4 separate regions of the Mus musculus genome follow, and all the other regions are linked to region 1. The links are chromatin contacts, called in public ChIA-PET and HiChIP or PLAC-seq maps. All regions are on one chromosome and are shown on one strand. Each heading gives the region's core, a stretch centred on a gene start, on an enhancer-like site or on the middle of the called end of the contact. The rest is flanking DNA. Distances are from core to core; before and after follow the strand shown.

Region 1 (3,077 bases), core at 438-2,937:
AAATAGGAAAATGTGGGCTGGAGAGATGGCTCAGCAGTTAAGAGCACTGACTGCTATACCGAAGGTCCTGAGTTCAATTCCCAGCAACCACATGGTGGCTCACAACCATCCATAATGAGATCTGGCACCCTCTTCTGGTGTGTCTGAAGACAGCAACAGTGTACTCATATACATAAAATAAATAAATCTTAAAAATAGGAAAATGTAGAAGCTAAATATTTCATAAGACTCAACAATGAGACATTCCTATCTCCTACTTGTTTTTCTTAAAACAAAACTGGTTTAACTTTTAGAGCTATAACGTACTAAAATCATCATGTGGATCCATAAAACAGCAATGAACTTAAAAAGATGCTGTTACACCAGTATTTTCAGAAGAAAAAGAAATGAGCCCCATTCACAGGAATAATGGGGATTAAAACACCCCCAAAATTTACATGTTACATAGCCTTGCAGTTAAATGCACCCGTATATGGATCCAGGATGTCTGGGTTTTAACTGTTTGGGGCCTTGGAACAAGGCATTTACTACGTACAAGTCTCCTCAAGTAATCGGCTGGCAATAACTTGCATGGGTTGTTGTAAAAAAATAAATGCTTCAAATTTAGGACTAAAAAATTGTTTTATCTGGACATAATAGCACACACACTTTTCCCAGCGCTCAGGAAGCAGAGGCAGAAGGATCTCTCCGAGTTCCAGGCAAGTCTTATTTATATAGTGAGTTCCAGGCCACCCAGAGAGAGCTACATAGTGAGACACTGTCTCAAACAAACATACTAAAAAGTTACCTATTTCGTTATTGTTGAAACAAACGTTAGGAGTAAAAGATTCTTCAGCTAAGCATTCAGTTTTCTAATATCTTAATTCAAAAGAAAGACAAAATATTTCCTTAAACGCAGTTCTTTTAACTAAGGACTTGCAACTCAAAAACACAGTCCAGTATCCCCAGTGACAAAATCAACTTTGGGATTACAGAAGGAAGTAACCTAGTCCTGGTCCTCGTTCACAAAGAGCTGTATCCACCTGTGACACAGACAACCAAGGTTCAAGCCCTCCTAACCAATTTAGTTCTCTGCGGATTCCTTCTGTAAAATGTATTTATGTCTGAAGACGGGAAAAGGTAAAACTACGCTTCTGAATGGGAGAACTAAGACTCCTCTACACAGACTTCTCCAGAAGGACTGTATTTCCTTTCCCCAAGTACCCAAGAGGACCCTAGAGAAACTCTGGTGGGTGGTGGGGAACAGCAACCTACGTTCACCTAGCACCCACCCCCACCCTGCCACTGGCAACAAAGCGCCAGCGCAAAGCAGCTCCATTCTCTTTTCCACACTCGCAGGGCTCCTGGGCCCGGCCTAGGGTGTCCAGCCTCCAGCCTCTGGTGGCTGGGCCAGAGGAATCAGAGAAGCAGAAACAATAGGGCCGTGGCGGCCGCCGTACCTCTCCCGGTCGCGGCCGTCGAAATAGACGAAATCACCGCTCTGGACGCACTTGGCGCAAGTCAACCGCCGGCGAGTGGTGTTGCACAGAGGACACCGCTCAACAGCCACGTAAAGGCCCTCGGCGTCGTCCACCGAGTCCACCAGGTCCCGTGCTAGCGCCCGCGGCCCAAAACCAGGAGCCTCGGGCGTCCAAGATCCCTTCCCACTGGGAGACGCCATGATGATCTGAGCTCAGGGCCAGTCACGTGGGATTTTGTTTTTATCCAGGTGCATCCTGGGCTCGGAGGCGGGGCCTGAAGGCCGGGGCGGGAAAGGGGGCGGTCCAGAGGTTGGGGCTGGAGCTCAGAGGCGGAGAATCTAGGAACCAGGGATCTTCTTGTCCTACTTCCCACACTCCTTGGCGGCTGCGCAGTTCAACCCTTGGAGTGGCGCCAAACGAAGCCTCTACGTTATGCAAAATACAGTAATAAGTGCCCAAGCATTCTCAGTGAAGGTGCGGGAACAGAACAAGGGATTTCATTTCATTCATTAAGGTTACTTTTAGGTTTTGGGCTAAAACTGCAAGGAGCAAGGTTGGGAGAGAGTTGGATCTCAAACTAACTGAAGTTTGACTCACCTTCCTTCTTAAAAGCTGTGGAATTTGAAGAAAATCTTTTAACGCCTCTGCCCGACTTTGTCTTGGTTGGGGATATACTTGCTATACCTCCATAACCAGAGAGGGTTGAGCAAAAACCTCCCATAGCAGGCTAACACTCCCGACATCAGTAAAAACAAACAAACAAACAAACAAACAAACTGAAGATGTAAATCAAAGATAAATGTGGGGTTTTTTTCTTTTCTTTTCTTTTTTTTTTTTTTTTTTGAGACAGGATAGCCCTGGCTGTCCTGGAACTCACTCTGTAGACCAGGCTGACCTCGAACTCAGAAATCTGCCTGCCTCTGCCTCCCAAGTGCTGGGCGCACGCCCGGCGATAAATGTTTTTGAAATCAGCTTTTAATGGATAGTGCTTCTACGTAGCCTCCATTTCCCTCGAGTTCCAGTCCTCCTGTGGCAGCCTCGTGAGCTAACAGATTTCAAGCGTGTAATCACAGAAATCTAGCTGTAAGCACAGCCAGAAAACTGAGTTCTATTGGCTTCTGTCCTTCCCTCTCCTCTGGGTCATGTTCTAAGAGAATTTGAACTCGATAGTTAGGATTTCCTCCTAAGATTCTTCAGAAAGGATTTTCTCTTAGCGCGGGTCGCTTGCGTGTAGCAGCAGCCGCTCCGGTCACCGTCACGAGGGGCGGGCAGCGGCGGGGTCGACAGCTAGTGGGGTGCAGCGCTCGCCAGTGGTCGCGATGAGTTTACCCCTCAATCCCAAGACTTCTCTCAATGGACTGACAGGAAAGCCAGTGATGGTGAAACTTAAGTGGGGCATGGAGTACCTGGTCTCCATGGATGGCTACATGAACATGCAGCTTGCAAATACAGAAGAGTACATAGATGGGGAGCTGTCTGAACATCTAGGTGAAGTTCTAAAAAGGTGTAATAATGTCCTCTACATCAGAGGCATTGAAGAAGAAGAGGAAGATGGGGAAATGAGAGAGTAGCATCTTGGAGGATTTTATATATATTCTATACAATAAAGATTTGGGT
Region 2 (3,098 bases), core at 189-2,688, 190 kb before region 1:
GATTAAAGACATGAGCCACCACACCTACTACCTACAGTGATTTTTTAAAAAAATACATATATTTATTTCTAAAATTTTATTTACATGTTTTAATATTTTACACTTGATCTTAGCCAAAAGGCCGAGAAGCGATGTTTTAATATTTTAAAATGCATTTATATTTGCACATATGCATGTGAGCATGTGTATGTGGCTTAAATGACAACATTCAAGAGTTGGTTCTCTTCTTTCCTCTTGAGTTACAGGGATCAAAGTTAGGCGTCGGGCTTTGTAGCAAGCACCCTTACGGGATTATGCTTGACTCTCTATACCCATATTTTCTCATGTCTAAAATGGGATTTGTAAGCAAGGGCACAGCGACATCACTGAATGAGTAGAAAGATAAGTTTATTGGGGCTCAAACCACCAAGGCAATAAACATTCCCCTGCCCCGGGTGTGGGGAGAAGTCAGCAGAATGGGGGGCTTTGAGCTGTTACAGGCTGTTGGGATTGACCGGGAAGCAGGTGCCCTTGCCTGAGGTAGTTGACATTGGGGGCAGACTAAGGGAGATCCCTGGTCAACAGAAACCACCTATAAGCTTCTGTTTGTGCAGCCAGAGTCCCTCTGTTTAGGACCAGCACTGGCATTCTGGGGGGCTGCTTTGGACCTAATAGGATTAAAATAATGCCAACTCCATAAATGTATGTAAAGCCCTAGGCATAGAGTGGGGTGCATAAGTGTTTGGTAGATATTAGCTGATGTATCTGAAGCTGGGGAAAAATTATCTTGAATATCCTTAACCACATCACTCAAGTTTTTAATCTATATAAATGGTTCCAAACTGGTTATCAGCCTCTTGCAAAAGCGGCTGTTCCTTGTAACTATTTTCATATAGACAGAGCTACACCCTGTCCTCTTGATTTAACTGCCCCTTGCCCGTGCTGTAACTCTCCTCCAATCTTTGAGAAAACATCTTCCTAGGAATCAATTCACACATTCATACTACTTCATTCATTAATTCATTCGTCCACATTCATTCATTCACTCATCAATCAATCAACCAACAAATACCTACCGAGAACCTACTATGTACCACATTGGGTTTACCCAGCCCAGCAAAATCCAGAGCAGGAGTGAATGCAAACAGGGGCACCTCTTACATCTCAGATTTGTCAGGGACACCTGCTCCTCCCTTCCCTCACACTCAAAGTCACTGCCATTTCTGCGGAAGGCTTCAGGTGAAGGAATTAGGGGCAGGATGAGACCCTGACAGGCAGCTTCAGACAAGGGAATTGGGTGAGTCTGAGAGTCTGGGTGCGGTCGGCTAGGGCCCACTGCGGGGCACAGGTGAGGGGCACAGGCTGGCGGGCGTGTCCCAGTCCACTGTGGGGAAGCTCCGTGGTCCGTGGGGCGCGGTCCAGCCAGGCGCCTGCAGGGCGAGGGATGCTGCCCCGCCCTGGGAGGGCGGGCCCGGGGAAAAGAGTACTAGAAGCGGCCGAGCCACCGCCCAGCTCTGACAGCTAGCGGAGCGGCGGGTGGAGCACTAATCAGGTGAGCGGCACAGAGAGCACTACCCAGGTGAGCGGCGCGGGGCGCGGGGACCGGTGCTGCTCAGTGCACCAAGAAAGGGCTGGGCTCCCGGGAGATGGACGGAGGTGACCTTCAGGGTCCCAGGCGCTGGTCTACCGCCTTGGCTCTCCTGCGGGTAACTCTCGGAGAAAGTTATTCACGACCTACATACTAAGTCTCTTTGGGATGGCGGGATGCCAGCGGGCCCTGGGCACTCCTTCGAAGCCCTGCGTTAGAGTGAGCCACAACCTACGGAGATCCACCTTGTAGCTGGCCCCTAGCTTGGCCATAGGGATCAGGTGCCTCTTCTGGCACGTTGGGGGTGGGGGTGGGAGTTTGGAGACTCAAAAGACATCGCCCAGGATTCCTGACTCCTGGAGGAATTCCAGCAGGCTCCTTTGGTGCACGTGGAAGCCTTCCACTAGAGATCTTGCTGTGTGGTGCCAGTGAGTTCCACCAGGTTCAGCGGAGGTAGGGGCTATAGCCACCCGCTGCGTGCTTGACCGCACAGGACAGTGCTGCCCAAGCCCTAGTGCGCATGTGTCGGGATGAAGAACTACTGTAACCTCTAACATTTTTTTGTAAGCCAAGTGACTCATTCGTGACCAGTGTGGTTATTTGTGCAATAACCTCTAGATCTGGGTGGAGGAAGTCTTGGGTGTGGCCGTGTTGGTCTCAGAGTGCAGACCCTTAGCGAGAGGCTTTCAAAGGTTGCATTTATGCTGAATTATGTTACTCAAGCACTATTGCAGGGAATCGAGGATGGGACGGGAATGGGTGGGGAGGGGGAGTTGAGACTGAGGCTTAGGATTCCGGCTAACCCTAGCAGGGAAGCAAGTGATTCCTATTTGAAGAAATTGGAATATTTATAAAGCGACCCCCGGGGAGTAGGGTTTCTGGATAATGAGAACATTTGGACTTAGTGACCCGGCTAATTCTGAGGAAAAGAACAGAAACCAGTGTGTAAAAACTATCACTTTCTGAAATTCCAAGATGTTTGCTTCAAGTTTATAGTTCCGTATTTTTATTTATTTACCTTTGGGGGCAGGGGAAGTATCTTAGTTAGGGTTTTATTGCTGTGAACAGACACCATGACCAAGGCAGCTCTTATAAAGGTCAACATTTAATTGTGGTGGGGGTGGCTCACAGGTTCAGAGCTTCAGTCAATAATCCTCAAGGCAAGAGCATAGCAGCGTCCAGGCAGGCATGGTGCAGGAGGAGCTGAGAGTTCTACATCTTCATCTGAAGGCTGCTAGTGGAAGACTGGCTTCCAGGCAGCTAGGATGAGGGTCTTAAAGCCCACACCCACAGTGACACACCTACTCCAACAGGGCCACACCTTCAGTTAGTGCCACTCCCTGGCCGAGCATATACAAACCATCCCAGGGAGACAGGCTGCCACTGCAGCCTAGGCAGGACTGGAACTTACTATGTAGCCCAGGCTGGCTTTCAATATTCAATCCTGTCTCAGTCTCCCAAGTGCAGGGGCTAACAGTGTAAACTACCACCCCCAACTGTTTCCATAAAACTTGAAGTTTAATAACAAAAG
Region 3 (2,958 bases), core at 120-2,619, 250 kb before region 1:
TTGCTTCTCAACCACAGGTTGTGCGGCATCCAATTGCTGCTTTGTTCAGTCCAGAGGGGATACGTTTTTCCCATAGAATTTGTATAGACTACATCTATAGAGTATTAAATGTTAAATGAGCACCCCGTTGCTCCAAGACATCTCTTACAAAAATACTAACAGGTACTTGTAATAAGAAAGGTTTTAAAACAGCAGTTTGCCCATCTTCAGTAATCGAAGTAATCGAAGACATGATCTAAACACTTTGTTTAATAGAGATTAGAGGCTGAGAACCAATACCTTTTATTTCACAAGGTAGTTGTTGTACAGGCCAACTTAAAGGCCAGTCTTTTTCTGTAATTATAGTAATATCAGACCCTGTATCTATCAGACCAATAAAAGATTTACTATTAATAGAAATTTTTATTTGTGGCTGTTTCCCTTTATTCATAGTCCAAAAGACATTTGCCTGATTAGTACTTCCAAAACCCCAATATCATCATATTCTGATGATGAGTTGCATCAGAATATCCAATGAGTATATAAGGTAATAACAATAATTGAGCTATCCAATCTCCTTTCTTAAATTTGATAATCAACTAATGTAGCTATCATCATTTGAAGTCTTAATAGCATTAGTGTGTAGTAGGGGTTCTCTGGGTTTTCTGAAGAGGTGATTGTTAGTTGAGGGTAATATAATAAATACAGCAAGGATTGAACCCATATAATTGTTGACGTCAGGTCCTCCCCTGATTTACTAATTGAGCAAGAAGGGTACGGTGCGCGGTTAGCATTTTATGGCCTTTGGTATCAGTGAATCCATTCCAAAGGCTTATCCTCTGGTGCTATGTAACACCCAGAGTCAACAGTTCAGTGGGGAAAATAAGTTTAAAGGCAGTGAAGGCTCCACACTATGCACAAATGGTTTTGTAGTCTGGAATCAGATTTCTGCAGTTCTTCCTTTGCCTCTCCATAGGTGAGCGCTGTCCAATGCCATCTCTCCTTGTAGAATTTTACATAAATGGTTTTAGTGCATAGTTAGCTATTCCTAAAGAAGTGCATAGCTGATAACTATCTCCTAATGATCTTTGAAAGTTGTTTTTAAATTGTCTTGTCTAATAAGTTTCTTGTGGCTTAACAGTTCTATTAACTAGTGTTCCAAATATTGCATAGTATCTGTTCTGTGTACCTTTTCTGGTTCAATAAGATGCCCATTTGTATGTAGCATATCGTGAGTCCTGCCAACCGGGTTGGAGGTGCTAACGGTGTTTATGCATATAAGCCTAAGGGAAAGGCTGCCTCACCGGAACTAAAACCTCTCCTATGCAGTATTGACACATAGCAGGGGATTTTGTCAAGCCTTGAGATAATACAATCCATTGATAACGAGAGAATTCCAGGGAGGAAAAGAATTCTGTGTGCCCATTTTCCAGCTGTTCTGAGTGACTGGTGAAGACTCCGTAGCTTTGCAGCCAATTTTGCTCTGTGTCTGTAGGTTCGCACATTTCTACAAAATTTCAGAAAGTCAATAGCATTTCCCATCTGAGGTGTAATTAGTCCTTGGTGATCTTCATTGGATTATCAAAAGCCAGCTGTTGACTAAGAACTTGATCTTGCTCCTCTCTAACTCAGTTCTCAGGAGCATCTTTCTGGCTTCCTGTGAAAATCAGCATAGCACTCAGAGGGACCTTTTATTCATGTTACAGATAAGACAAGGGGTCAGATCCCGATGCTGTTTTTATCCAGGCAACTGTAGCTCGTCCTGAACGTGGAAGGGCTGCTGGAGGTATATCATGCGACTGATGCTTATTCTGGACACCAGGAATTCTTGCAGGCAATCTGATAGTTAGGACTGCAGTACTTGCGCTCCTCCTTTTTAAAGAAAATGATGTAAATGAGGTGGCTTAAAGTCTCACACAATCGCCAAATTTAATCGGAGCATCAGATAGTTTATACTCTGGCGTTTAAGAAGATTTATGTAAATGTACAATTATAAGCCTCACGTGGTGGAGCAAGCTGAAGGCAGCAAAAAACATTTTCCATAGAGGCATATAAAGAAATAACAATAGCCAGTTGTAATGAATAATCTGAAGTGAACTATCTGCTACATCTGGGAGGGGCACAAAAGCAGAATGTAAGAACAATTCCCTGTGTTTTGAAGAAACAGGTCACAAGACTCCTGTCTCGGTTTCTTGGAGTTTTCTTACAGGCACTCAGAAATCTCACATGATTCTAATTTTGAGCCCTGTTCTGACCGTTACTCTGCTGCTTCTGGTATTCACAGAGACCCACAATTATAGAAGTTGATTTTTTTTTCCCTTTTTTTTCTGTTGCAGTCTTACCATTAAGTTGACAGTGGATGAAGAGATGGCGCAATGCTTTTTGAAGTACATGTGTATGCACGAGAAAGCATATATAATGGCTGGTTTCGCTGTTGGTTGAGGGCATTTGTGAAAGAACTTTGCACCTCAGTTCCTGCTTCATGTGTTTGAATATGTAGAACATCACGTGGGTACAATCAGATAAATGTAGAAGCGAATCATTCAAGTGTGCTTAATGTGATTATGTGTATTGAATAACATTTGATAATATTTGTTTAAAGCATAGCTATGCCCTCAAAATCTAAATAACATGGATTATTGTTAGAATCTACATCTTAATTGACAACATCAAGTACTTTTTATAATCACACCACCACCACTACCACCGCACCCCACAGAACCAAGAACAATCACTTAATTGAAACATGACTCCTCAACATTTTGAGCTCCTCCTACCTACACAAACCTGGCCCTCTTACTATATTTATCTATTTAACTCTGTGTGTGTGTGTGTGTGTGTGTGTGTGTGTGTGTGTGTGTGTGTGTGTGTGTGTGTGTGTGTGTACGCGCGCGCTAAGTTTAATTCAACCATTATATCCAGTTCTCTCCTATCAAGATTGCTTCATGATCTAAGGACAGATTCTTGCTCTGACGGAGC
Region 4 (3,277 bases), core at 287-2,786, 170 kb before region 1:
CCCGTCCCTGGCAGGGCTACTCTAAGGGTTGGCTAGCTAATGACCTAAAGCGATGTCTAGGTTGTCTGCACACACTGGGCACTTTCTCTCACCAGAGGATACCACACTGCTTCTCTCCCTTGTACTGCACGGTACACTTCTGCCAATTGCATCAGGACCACTTACCAACTTCAGTCCTGGTGCTTTAAGACAGGCAGTGTTGCTAAAGCTGGCTCCAAACTGCTGGCGAAATAATCCTTCCACCTCAGCCCCTGAGTGGCTATGATTACCAACACTAGAGTTGGTTCCAACCTGAAATCTGAAGTCTGTTTCCTTAGAAAAGAGGAAGCCTTGCCCACATGTTACAGGGTTACATGTGAAGTTTAATTAGAAACATACGGCTGATATATATACTTTACCAGCTTAACCATATGGAACGATAGCTCACGTCAATACCACTAAACTCACAGTACACATGAAAGAGATACCTGCTTTCAAGACCATCTGAAAACGTCCGATCAACATGCTCGCTCTTGCTGCTCTGAGGGTCCGGCTTCTTCAGTGGCATCTTCTGTCTCAGAAGGTCCCCTGCAGCCCTGCCCTCAGGCACAACTTTGCTGGCAGACAGAGGTGTTCCAAATCTTTGAGAACGACGTTCAGAAGACAGGACTGGAAATAAGAAGAACAAGCCCCATAGCAAGTCTTTCCGGCCAGTCTCTGTTCAGAGAGGAGGCACAGAGCCTGCTCTTGTCAACATCTGTTACTGTCCAGTACCAGGGGCTTTGTGGGACAAGAGGATCGTCACGTTAGCCCGTGCTTAGCTTTCATATGCCATGCCTATGATGCAAAAGGCTGCCGAGAGGCTCAGTTGTTAAGGACACTGGCTGTTCTCCCGGAGGAGCCAGGTTTGGTTCCCAGCACCTAGTGATATTTCACGACAGCTCTAACTCCAGGTCCCGGGGATCTGATATTCTCCTCTGACTTCCACAGGCATCAGGCACACACGTGGTGTGGACAAAGTGTAGGTAAAGGTACATAAAATCAAACTAAAACTTAGAAAGAAAGACGAAGAGGTGCACCTCTACAGGAAGAATGTTTTAGAAGGTATAATGTAAATTAGCAAGTGGGCTATCCCTAGCTAACGCAGGCAACAAGTGCTTGGGTCAAGAGCGTTGACTCAGAGGAGTGGCGGCGCACACCTTTATCTCAGCACTTAGGAAGAGGTAAGAGATCTCTGTGAGTTTGACGCCAGCCTGGTCTATATAGTGACCAGCAAGGGCCACACAGAGAAACCCCGAGTCAAAAGAGAGTCTTTCCTGGTAAGTTGAGACATCAGCTGTATCCTGCTGTAGATGGTTACCAAACACCGCTGAAACATAGGCTAGTCATGGGAACAGGGGAACAAGAAAGCATTACAGATAAACTGCTGAGATACTCGGCTTCCTCCAACATGGCACTTGAGCAGCTGCTGCCAGAACCACAGTCCTAGCAGGAGGTAAGAGAATGACCTCACGTGGGTAGCGTACAGGAGACTGTTGAATACAGGGATGCGCAGTGGGGGCTGGTGGCACAAGCCCGACACCACATCCTCTCCAGAGGCTCAGACAGCAAGCTACAGGCCTGTGTGAGTCCAAGGACAGCCTGGGAAACTTAGCCAAGCCTTGTCTAAAAAGAGAGGATTTCAGAAAAGGAGGCTATGTCTGGAGGGACAAGTGCTTGCTAACCATATGTCAAGCTGAGTTTGCCCCCAAGGATCTCAAACACAGCAGCACAGATGACTCCCTCAACCCCCGTGCAGAAGGGCATGGCTGAGGGAAGTGTGATGGCTCAGGTCTGCTTCCTCTGCATTGTACCCCTAGCCCAGCTTGTCTCGGAACCTCACAGACAGACTGGCACTGCATGGCAGAGACAGCTATGGCATCACTTGGAGAACAGGCACAAGCCCGCACTCGTCTCAATATTTGATGTGCACGCAGGCTTGCCAGCACAGAACCCACTTCTAGCCATCAGCGTGTGGGCTCTTTCATGGGAAAGTCACTCTCCACCATTCACTCCAGCCCCCAGTTGGCCCAAACACCGCTCTTCAGTCTCAGCAAAGCTACAAACCTGAGAATGACTTCACTGGGCTCTCGATTCTGAAAAACCCAGCATCAAACACTATTTTGTCAACTTCCTTTGTGTTCTCCGGAGCTGCTGCGTGGGCCTGCACTTCCTGCTGTGGCCTGCCTTTCATTGCATTCTTTATGGCTGCAAGGCGACTCCTAGCTGCCGCTCGTCCGTCGTCATCCTGCTTTGCTTTGCTTGTTCTACCGGGCACAATTTTTTTCTGCAAGGAGAAATAGTAATTAAAGGTATGTTCATTACCACCTTCTCCTGTTCCTGTGGTACTGAGGACTGACCCCAGAGCCCTCCCTGTGCATACCAGGAAATCGTTCTTCCACTGAAGTTAAGTCCGTAGCCCTTTTAACTTTTATTCTGAGACAGGGTCTCACTATGTTGTCCCCCATGGCTTGAATGCACACCTGTTTCAGCTCAGGACCAGCTGATATTAAGGGGACATCATCCCACCGACTGAGCACCACCTTGTGGCGTCTGATGGTGTGGATGAAAACGACCCCCATAGGCTCATGCGTGGGAATGGCTGGTCCCCAGTCAGAACTGTTAAGGCAGAATTAGAGGTGGCCCTGCTGAAGTAGGTATGCCCTTGTTGGAGGAGGTGGGGATGGGGGCTGGTGGATGAGGTTTCATAAAGTTCTCTCCAAACAACCAAACAATGTAGAAGGAGAGACATCTGGTGGTCACAGGCAGAATTACAATTCTTATATGATAGAGACACTGATAAATTACTTTGAGAGCTAAACACACAATTAAGAAATACCCACAGTATGTCAGGAGCAAGTCTGTAATCCCAGCATCCTGGAAGCTGAGGCAGGAGGATTCTGCTAAGCCTGTCCCTGCGCCCCCAGCATAGCTGTAGCCATTTTGTTCCATGCCCACCAGCTATTTCATATTGTTGCCTGCCAGTCATTGACACAGAAAATACCAGACCCAGACTGGGGGGCATGCTTCCCACAGAACCTGTCATGGTGCTGAATGTTATAAGGCTTGCTAATCTTAGATCCCACAGCTGTAAGCTTCACAAAGGACCCATCAAATCAAAGATCAATATCAACTGTTATGTTTAAAATGGCTTGAGTCAGGGCTGACCACCGGGCAGCCCTTCAGCACCTGCGCATGAACTCACTGTGGTTTCAGCCTCTATAAGCTGGCCCTGAGAAATGTCCAGTGCACAGCTTTG

What was found. ChIA-PET counts read pairs in DNA pulled down with a chosen protein or histone mark. HiChIP or PLAC-seq counts read pairs in DNA pulled down with a chosen protein or histone mark.
Region 2: an H3K4me3 HiChIP or PLAC-seq map of intestinal villus epithelium shows a contact between it and region 1, with 5 read pairs. The contact joins the promoter of Lgals3 here to the promoter of Atg14 in region 1. A contact is called at or near these places in 6 of 39 promoter capture datasets (the HPC-7 cell line, HPC-7-derived erythroid cells, embryonic stem cells and 3 more), 7 of 115 datasets of contacts at active chromatin or transcription factors (the SCID.adh cell line, effector CD8 T cells, embryonic stem cells and 3 more) and 3 of 9 other capture datasets (adipose tissue, liver and pancreatic islet).
Region 3: an H3K27ac HiChIP or PLAC-seq map of extraembryonic endoderm stem cells shows a contact between it and region 1, with 4 times the contacts expected there. The contact joins the enhancer-like site here to the promoter of Atg14 in region 1. A contact is called at or near these places in 1 of 484 Hi-C or Micro-C datasets (nephron progenitors), 5 of 115 datasets of contacts at active chromatin or transcription factors (bone marrow-derived macrophages, embryonic stem cells, extraembryonic endoderm stem cells and 1 more) and 4 of 9 other capture datasets (adipose tissue, embryonic stem cells, liver and 1 more).
Region 4: an RNA polymerase II ChIA-PET map of memory CD8 T cells shows a contact between it and region 1, with 19 read pairs. The contact joins the enhancer-like site here to the promoter of Atg14 in region 1. A contact is called at or near these places in 3 of 39 promoter capture datasets (the HPC-7 cell line, HPC-7-derived erythroid cells and fetal liver), 4 of 484 Hi-C or Micro-C datasets (the G1E-ER4 cell line, embryonic stem cells and stem cell-derived epiblast-like cells), 4 of 115 datasets of contacts at active chromatin or transcription factors (embryonic stem cells, memory CD8 T cells and stem cell-derived neural progenitor cells) and 3 of 9 other capture datasets (adipose tissue, liver and pancreatic islet).

The regions. Positions count from the first base shown.
Region 1 is chr14:47,566,747-47,569,823 of GRCm38.p6, forward strand. It overlaps Atg14 (autophagy related 14), which reads right to left and starts at 1,688. Exons shown (of 10, transcript NM_172599.4): 1 at 1,440-1,688. The coding sequence starts at 1,660. It also overlaps the pseudogene Gm6616.
Region 2 is chr14:47,372,422-47,375,519 of GRCm38.p6, forward strand. Lgals3 (lectin, galactose binding, soluble 3) reads left to right here and starts at 1,439. Exons shown (of 6, transcript NM_010705.3): 1 at 1,439-1,531. It also overlaps the pseudogene Gm52166.
Region 3 is chr14:47,317,097-47,320,054 of GRCm38.p6, forward strand. Mapk1ip1l (mitogen-activated protein kinase 1 interacting protein 1-like) reads left to right here. Exons shown (of 4, transcript NM_178684.6): 4 at 2,316-2,958. The coding sequence ends at 2,327. Among named protein-coding and RNA genes, the nearest start is that of Mapk1ip1l, 20 kb to the left of the region's middle. Within about 2 kb of position 1,370, at least 2 of the 459 cell types and tissues checked have an H3K27ac peak or open chromatin away from gene starts, as enhancers often do. A contact at or near this core is called in extraembryonic endoderm stem cells, where this site is marked.
Region 4 is chr14:47,393,670-47,396,946 of GRCm38.p6, forward strand. Dlgap5 (DLG associated protein 5) reads right to left here. Exons shown (of 19, transcript NM_144553.2): 14 at 2,086-2,305; 15 at 468-648. Among named protein-coding and RNA genes, the nearest start is that of Lgals3, 21 kb to the left of the region's middle. Within about 2 kb of position 1,537, at least 74 of the 459 cell types and tissues checked have an H3K27ac peak or open chromatin away from gene starts, as enhancers often do. A contact at or near this core is called in the HPC-7 cell line, adipose tissue, memory CD8 T cells and 1 more, where this site is marked.